2 separate regions of the Ovis aries genome follow, and region 1 is linked to region 2. The links are chromatin contacts, called in public Hi-C maps. All regions are on one chromosome and are shown on one strand. The core of a region is the stretch at or near the end of the contact, and the rest is flanking DNA. Distances in the headings are between cores, read along the strand shown. Region 1 holds the start of METTL2A (methyltransferase 2A, tRNA N3-cytidine). Region 2 has its middle 19 kb from the start of ITGB3.

Evidence for each region. A called contact is a pair of places that touch in the nucleus more often than the background predicts.
Region 1: a Hi-C map of liver shows a contact between it and region 2, with 3 times the contacts expected there. The contact joins the promoter of METTL2A here to the enhancer-like site in region 2. A contact is called at or near these places in 5 of 16 Hi-C or Micro-C datasets (hypothalamus, liver, omental adipose tissue and 1 more).

Annotation. Positions count from the first base shown.
Region 1 is chr11:46,595,429-46,601,082 of ARS-UI_Ramb_v3.0, reverse strand. It overlaps METTL2A (methyltransferase 2A, tRNA N3-cytidine), which reads right to left and starts at 1,647. Exons shown (of 8, transcript XM_012186284.5): 1 at 1,532-1,647; 2 at 1,237-1,328. The coding sequence starts at 1,641. EFCAB3 (EF-hand calcium binding domain 3) reads right to left here. Exons shown (of 47, transcript XM_060395751.1): 47 at 4,990-5,654.
Region 2 is chr11:46,031,134-46,036,392 of ARS-UI_Ramb_v3.0, reverse strand. No RefSeq gene overlaps it. Among named protein-coding and RNA genes, the nearest start is that of ITGB3, 19 kb to the left of the region's middle. Within about 2 kb of position 2,817, at least 2 of the 54 cell types and tissues checked have an H3K27ac peak or open chromatin away from gene starts, as enhancers often do. A contact at or near this core is called in liver, where this site is marked.

The DNA of each region.
Region 1 (5,654 bases), core at 398-2,897, 570 kb before region 2:
ATCAAGGCAGTCCTAGATTTCAATTTTACTTCTTATTTTTGAGATAACACTGGCTTATAACTAGATTTTAGCTTTCTGCTCCTTGCCAATACAGAGCTTTGACTAGTGTAGTAGAAGAATAAAAACCTAAGAAACTGGATCTCAATTCTACCACTACTAACTAAACTGCTTACCTCTGGGCAAGGCACTTAATGTCCTGAAGTCCAAGTTTCTTTAACTGTAAAAAGAGGATATTGGACTATATGATTTTCAAAATCCCTTTCAACCTTAATTTGCTTTGATGTAGTCTTTGTCAAACTATGTAAGGTTAATATTTCATAACTGGACTCTTGTACTTGTTCAGAAATATTTCTGTGGGTACTACTCTGCAATTTCTAGTGCCACCTTCAACTGTCACTTAGAACACAGGCCCAACCAGTTCTAGTTTTACTAACTAGGAATATTTTTCAGTGAAATCATCCACCTCTTCAGAAGAGGCTTCTTTTTCTTTGGCCAGACTTATTTCCACTCTGATTCATCCACCTTTCCTTTGCAGAAGCCTTACCACCTCATAGCCACCACACAAGGAAAAGACACATAACTCACGATTTGTTAGCCAGCCACCCCTCACCCCCCATCATTTAGAATCTGACCACTTGAATCCAGCTGTAATAGCAACATTTCCTCGGGCAAAATGTAATGATGTAGAAAGAATATTCTCTAAGACAATCATGTTGCCACAGGTCAGTCATATTGATATGGGTCTAGTCAACATAATTAAAGACTTAGTGAAGCTGCTCAGTCGTGTCCGACTCTTTGCGACCCCATGGACTGTAGCCTACCAGGTTCCATCATCCATGGGATTTTCCAGGCAAGAATACTGGAGTGGGTTGCCATTTCCTTCTCCAGGAGATCTTCCCTCCCCAAGGATTGAACCCAGGTCGCCTGCATTGTAGGCAGACGCTTTATCACCTGAGCCACCAATGAAAGACTTAAGTCACTAGAAAACGCTATCGAGATACAGTTATCCTCTTCCAAACAAAAAAGCAAAACCAAAACACCCTTTATGCCCTAACAAGATGTCAAGGCACAGCCCTTTCCCAGCCTTGCCCAACCCCTCCCCTTCTCGTTCTATCCCAGAGTTCTGTATCAGACCAGTAACAAAGACTCTCGGGGCCTCGGTTCTCTGGCTTCTCCGGAGAGCATGTCCAGCAGTACGCAGGCTGTCATTACCACTGAGGGTCCACCTGGGCGCACCTTGCTTCTCCTGGCACACCCGCTGAGTGCTGTTCTCCTGGACTTTCCTCTCTGCCTCCGCGGCCTGCTCCTCCGACCACTCCACGTTGTCCCTGGGGAAATGAAATGGGCAGCGTAGGCGCCTCAGGTTTTCGCCGCGGGCAGGGAGTCGCTGGCCCCGAAGCGCCTCTTCCGTGGGAGGAGAGGGCCAAGAGTAGGTCCGCAGGACTCTGGTCGGCGGTCAGGGCCTTCTCAGAGTGCTCTGCGGCGCTGGGACAGGGCGAACCGCAGGCCGGGCGAAGGGTAGGGCACTTACCAGGCATTGTGGTGAAAGACGCGAGCGGGGTCGCTCAGAAACCGGCTCCCGAATTGCTGCCTCTTCCCGCAGACGGCTGCAGGATCGCCTTCAGGGAAGGAGCCGTCCATGACACCGGAACCGGAAACACCTACTTTCCCCTCACGCGCGAAGGCTCTGCAGGCCACACCCCTTTCGGAAATCGCAAGGTCTGGGCGGGAAAACACGGAGGCCGGGTGGGGCAGTCATGAAGTCTCCCGTTGAGGCGGCTTTCGGACTCTGCCTGGTGGGATGGAGCTATTTGGGAAGGAGAGTCAGCGGGTTTTCGCCCCGGAGTCTTTAGTCCTTCAACAGGCGGGCCAGAAAGTGGTAGACGTTCCACTTGAGCCTCCTAATTCTAGGATGCTCTAACAGGTCCCCAGTTTCTCTTAAGTTGTAAGACAAAAAATTTTGAATCACTTTAATAATTAGATAATTACCTCGATTTACTGTAGAGTAGTGGCCAAAATAATTGAGAAAAATAGCAAGCAGGGCGAGGAAATAGGGCAGTTTTCCAGCTTTTCACAGTGTGAAAAAGGAAAGAAAAAAGTGTGTGTTGTGTGTGTGTGTGTGTTGTTGATATCCACACTGTTTTTCTGGAGAAGGATATGAAATGAATTTTGAGAACACGAAGTTTAACCGTCAAATCACATATCCAAGGACAAGTTTAAAAGTATAACCCCACCACCTAACTTTTTGAATTATCCATATGAAAGCTTATTTGCACAATCAGAATTGTAATACATACATATATATAATTAATACATTTCCAGCCTTACATTTGTTTCGATAATTGCCACAAACTTACAAAAGAAGGAAGTATGCTGTCAATATAAGATAAAGTTAATTGAGATTTCCAGAAGAGGGATGACTACCATTTGGAAGAAGAGAAGGGATTCGTTATTTAAGTAATATAGTTCTAGGTTTAACACACTGGTAACCAGTGATAGCTTATTGCTGAATCTTTCCATGGTGGTGGTGGTGGTTTAGTCGCTAAGTCGTGTCTCACTCTTTTACGACCACATGGGCTGTAGCCTACCAGGCTCTTCTGTCAGTGGGATTTTCCAGGAAAGAATACTGGAGTGGGTAAGCCATTCCCTTTTCCAGGGGATCTTCCCCACCCACGGACTGAACCTGAGTCTGCATTGCAGGAGGATTCTTTACCAACTGAGCCACCAGGGAAACCCGTCTTTCCATAGGCAAAACCAAAGGGAGCGATGATTCTATAACTTTCCCTCCAAAAAAAAAAAAAAAAAAAGGAAACAAACCCTAAATCACAAAGAAAAATACAGGAGTGAATAAAAAAGATGACAGTAAAGAACTTGTAGTTTATTTGGAAACAATACTGTTTTGCTATTCTCATGGTCTTTTGAAACATTTTGAACAAAAGCTCCTTTCCAAAAAGCAAGTACAAGAATTTTTATCTTTTCTCAAGGTCGGTTGTGTAGATAAGGTGGTTGGTTCATATTTATTCTTGATATCTTGTTCTGTCATCTACAGGTTTCTTTTTTTTCTCTCTCCCCACACCGAAAGATTTGTGGTGCCGGTCAACAGTCCTATTGCATATTTTCTTCCAGATAGCTCACACTGTCTTCACTTGAAGTTACTTGCTATATTAGTTGCAATTAGAGTCATTTAAAGTGTCAAGCAAGTTGGGCCTTTCATTAAGATGTGACAAAGTATCCTAATCTTAACTTTTATACAATTACCTTTGGTTGGCCTGTAAAACTCATTTTTCTCCATCTTTTGAAGCACCTACAATAATATTTCAGAGGAATTTGGACGACATCTGTGAGTCCTTCATGGTATCAGGCTGTAGAGTCAGCAAGAACTACCTTTCAGAGGAGCTAAGGGTCCCTCTGCTGGTGAGTAATGAGAATTCTCCCAGCTCAGTGGGTGGCAGGGGTTCAAAGCAGGGAAAGATTGAGAAATTTCATTCTGGATTATGGCCTTGAGTGTTAACCCTGGACTGAGGTAGTTAATTGTTTCAGGCTTTTCTTTCAGTTCCAATCAGTGGAAAGTTTTGGGCTGTGTAAGCATGTGCTCTGGAACTGAAGACGGGTGAAGGGAGCCTACTGTCCTAATTTGCTCTCTTTTAACATTTCATCGACCCTGGACAGCCTTTGTAGCAGTCCTATATATTGTTGGTTTAACAATGTCAAATTTTAAACAGCTTTTGTGATGTTTTTTCCTTATTGCAAATAAATATAAGATTACTGTAGAACATTTAGAAGATATATATAAGGCAAAAGAAGAAAAGAAAATATCATACCCCACCCTTAGTTTAGCACATTAGACACTTTGATTTATATCCTTCCAGTGTTTCTTGTTTATAGAAATAATTTTTAAGTTAAATAGTTTTAGAACAAACTACTTTGTGCCCCTCCCTGCTTTTTTACAGCTTCACTGAGGTAAAGTTGACATACAATTAAATTCATCCATTTAAAATGTACAGGTTGATGAGTTTTCATAAAACTATGTATTTGTGCAACACCATCATAGTTAGGGGCTTCCCTGGTGGCTAACACGGGAGAGTCTGCCTACAATGCTGGAGACCTGGGTTCAACCATAATTAAGTTTTAGAACAACTCCATAAAGTTCTCTCATTCCTTTTAGGAGCTTTGCAATTGTGAATATTATCCTTTTATTTGAAGTATCTTTTACAACATCATTTTAATGACCCTTGTGTTGTTTTGGATAGTTATACCATGATGTATCAGACAATTAGGCTACTTTGTTTCTTACTACTAAAAATTCACCATAAGAAAAATCCTTATAACTAAATCATTTTGTACCTTCATTATTATTTCTTTAGGATTAATTTCTAGAAGTGGAAGTGCTGAGTCAATGGTTAAAATTAGCTCTGTTACGAAGCTCTGTGTTGTTTAGTTACTAAGTCATGTCTGACTCTTTGTGACCCCATGGACTGCAGCATGCCAGGCTTTCCTGTCCTTTGCTATCTCCTGGAGTTGCTCAGACTCCATTGATTTGGTGATGCTATCTAACCATCTCATCCTCTGTTGCCCCCTTCTCCTGCCCTCAGTCTTTGGTCAGAGCATTTTATCTGTCTGCTCACGGTTACACATCTAGGTCCGAGAACAGGATCCAGCACACAGTATGCAGCTCAGGAAATAACTAGTGAACTGGCTGAGTACCTGTTGCTATATTGCATTCCATCAGAGAGAGGCCAACTTATGCTGTTGTCAACAGTGTGTGATAATTTAATAGAATGTTTTTCTGTTAAGAATAATTTTAATAGAAGCTATCCTAGATTTTCCAGGACAGATCTACTTAAAAATATTCTGTTCTGTTAGCCCATTGACCCAAGGAAATATCCCAGGAATTCTAATATTTTGGCATCCAAATGAAATCTCTTAGGTTTTCTTGTTATACTTACACAGCCATAGCAAAAAAAAACCCAAAAAACTTGTCAAACTGAATTTTGTTTTATGGATAGAAAATGCTATTTATTTTTGTCCCAATCATAAAAATTATAAAGAATGGCAAATATTTTTAGACAGTTTTGAATATTCAAGGTAACACAAAATTACTTCAGGCTTATTTCATTGAACAGTTTTGGGAGCCTTCACTATCTTCATTACTTGTTCCTGGCATGTTATAATTTTACATTATAAGCCACTGTCTCCATCAGTGTGGAACATGTGTTTTCCTTTTTTTAGAAAAGAGAAAAGGTAATGGATTATATACACTTAAATATGTTAAAATAATAAATGTTATGGTGTTTATATTTTTCCATAATAAAAAATTGCAACCCCTCACCAAGAAAGAGGGTGTGAGATCAGTTGTTTTTCAGAGTAATCCAAGGGATCAGGATTAGGATCCTTAGGAAAACCCATATCTAATCAAGGTTCCCTGGGGGATGGCAAAATTGTTCCCTGAAACTGAAAGGTCATTCTCTTGTGTTGCTTCTGGCCTCTTTCACAAGCAATAAAAAAAATAAAAAGAATGCCACTAAGTCACATAAACTCAGATACTTATTGTTGAGAGGGCTGTTAGGAGGTCAGAGAGCAGCCCTGTGTTAAGTACCATCTTTGCTTTTATCCTTCCTGCTAAGGCCCAGGCAGCTTTGAGGTGCCCCAGGTGG
Region 2 (5,259 bases), core at 1,568-4,067:
AGTAGGGTGTAAACTCATGGAATGAAAAACTGTGAGTGACTTTGCTTTTGGAACCACATTTTGGGAAGGTGACTTCCGAAGCACCTGCAGCTGTGGACTCTGCAGTTATTTTGACTGAATGCTTTCTGCCACTTAAGGTTCTAAACACATATACACAGTGAGGGTGAAACTAAAACAAGACTGGAGGTGATCTAGAGTTGGACTCAGTTCAGTTCAGTCGCTCAGTCATGTCTGACTATTTGCAACCCCATGAACCACAGCACGCAAGGCCTCCCTGTCCATCACCAACTCCCAGAGTCCACTCAAACCCATGTCCATCAAGTCGGTGATACCATCCAATCATCTCATCCTCTGTTGTCCCCTTCTCCTCCTGCTCTCAATCTTTCCCAGCATCAGGGTCTTTTCAAATGAGTCAGCTCTCCACATCAGGTGGCCAAACTATTGGAGTTTCAGCTTCAACATCAGTCCTTCCAGTGAACACCCAGGACTGATCTCCTTTAGGATGGACTGGTTGGATCTCCTTGCAGTCCAAGAGACTCTCAAGAGTCTTCTCCAGTACCACAGTTCAAAAGCATCAATTCTTCGGCACTCGGCTTACTTTATAGTCCAACTCTCACATCCATACACGACTACTGGAAAACCATAGCCTTGACTACACGGACCTTTGTTGGAAAGTAACGTCTCTGCTTTTTAATATGTTGTCTAGGTTGGTCATAACTTTCCTTCCAAGGAGTAAGCATCTTTTAAGTTAATGGCTGCAATCACCATCTGCAGTGATTTTGGAGCTGAGAAAAATATAATCAGCCACTGTTTTCATTGTTTCCCCATCTATTTGCCATGAAGTGATGGGACCAGATGCCATGATCTTAGTTTTCTGAATGTTGAGCTTTAAGCCAACTTTTTCACTCTCCTCTTTCACTTTCATCAAGAGGCATTTTAGTTCTTCTTCACTTTCGCCATAAGGGTGCTGTCATCTGCATGTCTGAGGTTATTGATATTTCTCTCGGCAATCTTGATTCCAGCTTGTGATTCCTCCAGCCCAGCGTTTCTCATGATGTACTCTGCATATAAGTTAAATAAGCAGGGTGACAATATACAGCCTTGACATACTCCTTTTCCTATTTGGAACCAGTCTGTTGTTCCATGTCCAGTTCTAACTGTTGCTTCCTGACCTGCATATAGGTTTCTCAAGAGGCAGGTCAGGTGATCTGTATTCCCATCTCTTTCAGAATTTCCCACAGTTTATTGTGATCCACACAGTCAAAGGCCTTGGCATAGTTAATAAAGCAGAAATAGATGTTTTTCTGGAACTCTTTTGCTTTTTCCATGATCCAGCAGATGTTGGCAATTTGATCTCTGGTTCCTCTGCCTCTTCTAAAACCAGCTTGAACATCTGGAAGTTCACGGTTCACATATTGCTGAAGCCTTGCTTGAAGAATTTTGAGCATTACTTTACTAGCATGTGAGATGAGTGCAATTGTGCAGTAGTTTGAGCATTCTTTGGCATTGCCTTTCTTTGGGGTTGGAATGAAAACTGACCTTTTCCAGTCCTGTGGCCACTGCTCAGTTTCCCAAATTTGCTGGCATATTGAGTGCAGCACTTTCACAGCATCATCTTTCAGGATTTGAAACAGCTCAACTGGAATTCCATCACCTCCACTAGTTTGTGCGTAGTGATGCTTTCTAAGGCCCACTTGACTTCACATTCCAGGATGTCTGGCTCTAGGTGAATTGATCACACCATCGTGATTATCTGGGTCAGGAAGCTCTTTTTTCTACAGTTCTTCTGTGTATTCTTGCCACCTCTTCTTAATATCTTCTGCTTCTGTTAGGTCCATACACTTTCTGTCCTTTATTGAGCCCGTCTTTGCATGAAATATTCATTTGGTAAATCTAATTTTCTTGAAGAGATCTCTAGACTTTCCCATTCCATTGTTTTCCTCTATTTCTTTGCATTGATCACTGAGGAAGGCTTTCTTATCTCTCGTTGCTATTCTTTGGAACTCTGCATTCAGGTGGGTATATCTTTCCTTTTCTCCTTTGCTTTTTGGTTCCCTTCTTTTCACAGCTATTTGTAAGGCCTCCTCAGACAGCCATTTTGCTTTTTTGCATTTTTTTTCCTGGGGATGGTCTTGAGTCCTGTCTCCTGTACAATGTCATGAACCTCTATCCATAGTTCATCAGGCACTTTGTCAGATCTAGTCCCTTAAATTTATTTCTCACTTCTACTGTATAATCATAAGGGATTTGATTTAGGTCATACCTGAATGGTGTAGTGGTTTTCTCCACTTTCTTCAATTTCAGTCTGAATTTGGCAATGAGGAGTTCATGATCTGAGCCACAGTCAGCTCCCGGTCTTGTTTTTGTTGACTGTATAGAGCTTCTCCATCTTTGGCTGCAAAGAATATAATCAATCTGATTTTGGTGTTGACCATCTGGTGATGTCCATGTGTACAGTCTTCTCTTGTGTTGTTGGAAGAGGGTGTTTGCTATGACCAGTACATTCTCTTGGCAGAACTCTATTAGCCTTTGCCCTGCTTCATTCTGTACTCCAAGGCCAAATTTGCCTGTTACCCCAGGTGTTTCTTGACTTCCTACTTTTGCATTCCAGTCCCCTATAATGAAAAGGACATCTTTTTTGGGTGTTAGTTCTAGATGGTCTTGTAGGTCTTCATAGAACTGTTCAGCTTCTTCAGAGTTCCTGGTCGGGGCATAGACTTGGATTCCCGTGATACTGAATGGTTTGCCTTGGAAATGAACAGAGATCATTCTGAGTTGAGTATAGCAAGTAGTTGGGTGCATTCCAAATGACCTGAATCAGAGAGCTGGAAAGGACATTAAAGTGATCTAATCGACTTCCTTATTTTGCAACCTGTGGATCAGAAGCCGAGTGTGTGTGTTTTAGGAGCAAAACTGGTCTAGATGCCAGGTTTCCGTGTTTCCAAAACAGTCCTCTCTCTGCCCCCTCGCTGAAAAACCTTTGAGGGGTTCCTGAAGGAAGCTCACTAATAGTTGTGAGTCTTTGAAAATGAATAAAACCTCCATTTTTCTTAAAACATAGAGATGGACTAAGTGATTTCTGAGAGTTCCTTCCAGCCCAGGGTGGGAATCAGTTTTCCTGTAATTTTCACTCTTGGGCGTCCTTTGGAAGCATGGCTGCTGCAATTCTGCCATCTAGTGGTGTAACATAGGTATTGCGCCACCCCCCAAATCCCTTAGGGCCCTTTTCTACTAATAAACGCTGCAGAGGAAAGCAGCTGAGTGAAAAGAGCATTAAGTCTCCTCCCTACACTTGCCTTGGCTCATTCCCTCCGGCAATGGGAACTTTAAAGAAAACTCCCCAACCTCTCTGACCTGAAGCATACAACTTTCTCCTCCGCATCTGTCTGCAGGGTTTAGGGTGGGAAGGTAGTTGCACTGGGGGCCGGGTTTCCTGTACCAATCTCTGGGAGGCACGATGCCCAGCCTATGGGTACATTCCTCTGTGCTCCACTAAAGCGATTTTCCCATGTCCATCACTTGCCGTCACCCTGTCAGAATGGTGCCATGTCTAGCTCCAGGCTGGAGCCTTCCTTCAATCCACCCAAGAGCTGGGACACCCCTTCCTTCCACCTCCCACCTTACTCATCCTCCTGTGGTGCCGCCCTCTCAAGTCCACAGTCAGCCAGCCTGCAGGGTGAGAGAAGGGACCACAGGGGGCGCAGTCCTGTTCCTGTAAGTTACATGGTCTGCCCTGAGACTGAATTGTGTCCCCCAAAATTCATATGGTAAAGCCCCTAGTCTCCAGTGTGATGGTGCTTGGAGGTAAAACCTTTGCTACTTACGTTTTGGTGAAGTCACGAGAGTGGAGCCCTCATACTGGGATCAGTCTGTCTCTCTGACTGTCTTTCTTTCTTGCTCTCTTTCTCTCTCCTTTTTTTTCCTCTCTGTTAGGATTCAGCAGGAAATTAGCCACCTGGAGGCCAGAAAGAGGCCTTACCAGAACCCAATCATGCTTACACTTTGATCTCAGACTCCAAGCCTCCAAATCTGTGAGAAATCAGCGTCTGTTACTGAAGCCACTTAAGCTGTAGTGTTTTGTCCTAGCAACCCAAGCAGACCAAGGCATGGTCTGAGTCCCGGTTTGAAGTATTGGAAGTCAGTCCATTCAAAGAAAATCTTGCAGATGGGTCAGTTTTACCCATAGCTCTTCTCAGACGGGACGAGTGCTGAGCCTTACTGATGGGCCGACCAGGAGGAGGTTGTGTGTGTGTGCTTAGTCACGTGAGCCCATGGACAACAGCTTGCTAGGCTCTCCCATGAGATTCTCCAGGCAAGAATGCTGGAGTGGATTGCCACTCCTTTCACCAAGGATCTGCCCAATCCAGGGACTGAACCTGGGTCTCCTGCACTGCAGGTGGGTCCTTTACCATCTGAGCCACCAGGGAAGCTGCGGAGGAGGCTGGGGCGGGGAAAAGATGACTAGGAGCACAAAGGTTCTTGTGTCTTCAAATGAGGAGGCCGAATACAATAAAGACCCCGGTGAGCTACACCAGTTCCTGAGGAGGTTCACCGGGTAGGAAATGCTTCCAGAAATATTCCCTCAGGAGCCAAGGTGGCTGATCCAGAACAGCCATCAGGACTGTGAGTAGAGGGCACGGTGCAATGTCACAAGATAAAAGGAGTCTAGGTCCGAGGACTTTGTGCAGAACGGCTGGACAGCCAACCCCCACCTTCAGTGGGAGGGGAAAACGTACTTTTCGTGTGTTTTAAGCCACTGTCTTCTAGTCTCCGTAACCCACAGCCAAAGATAATCAGAACTGATATTGCATTCAATAAGTGTTGGCTGTTATCTGTCACATGATCACAACTATTTAATATCTGTCTTCCCACTGGATTGTAAGCTCCATGAGGGCAGGGACTGTGTTTTCCCAGTTCAGTGTATCCTCAAGGCCCAAGCCAGTGCCATACACACAGCTGGCACTCAGTAAGTGTCAGATAAGTCTGTGACCCCCTTTCCTGCCCCTTTCCTGCTTGAACCTGAGTACCAGCCTTGTGTCATCTTTTCCACTAAGGTCTCACCTAAAGCCCACTAAGAAAGATCATCCCAGTCACGTCTCACTTCCTCTTGGTGCAGGGCCCTTGGAAATTACACTGTGCGTGACGTGGAAGAAGTGGTCCTGCTGGTGTTGTGCTGCGTGGGGGTCATTCTGCGGTTAGTCCCTGGATGCTTACGTCCTTGCTTAACCGCACGGTAATCGACGTAGGCGGGGAAAACAC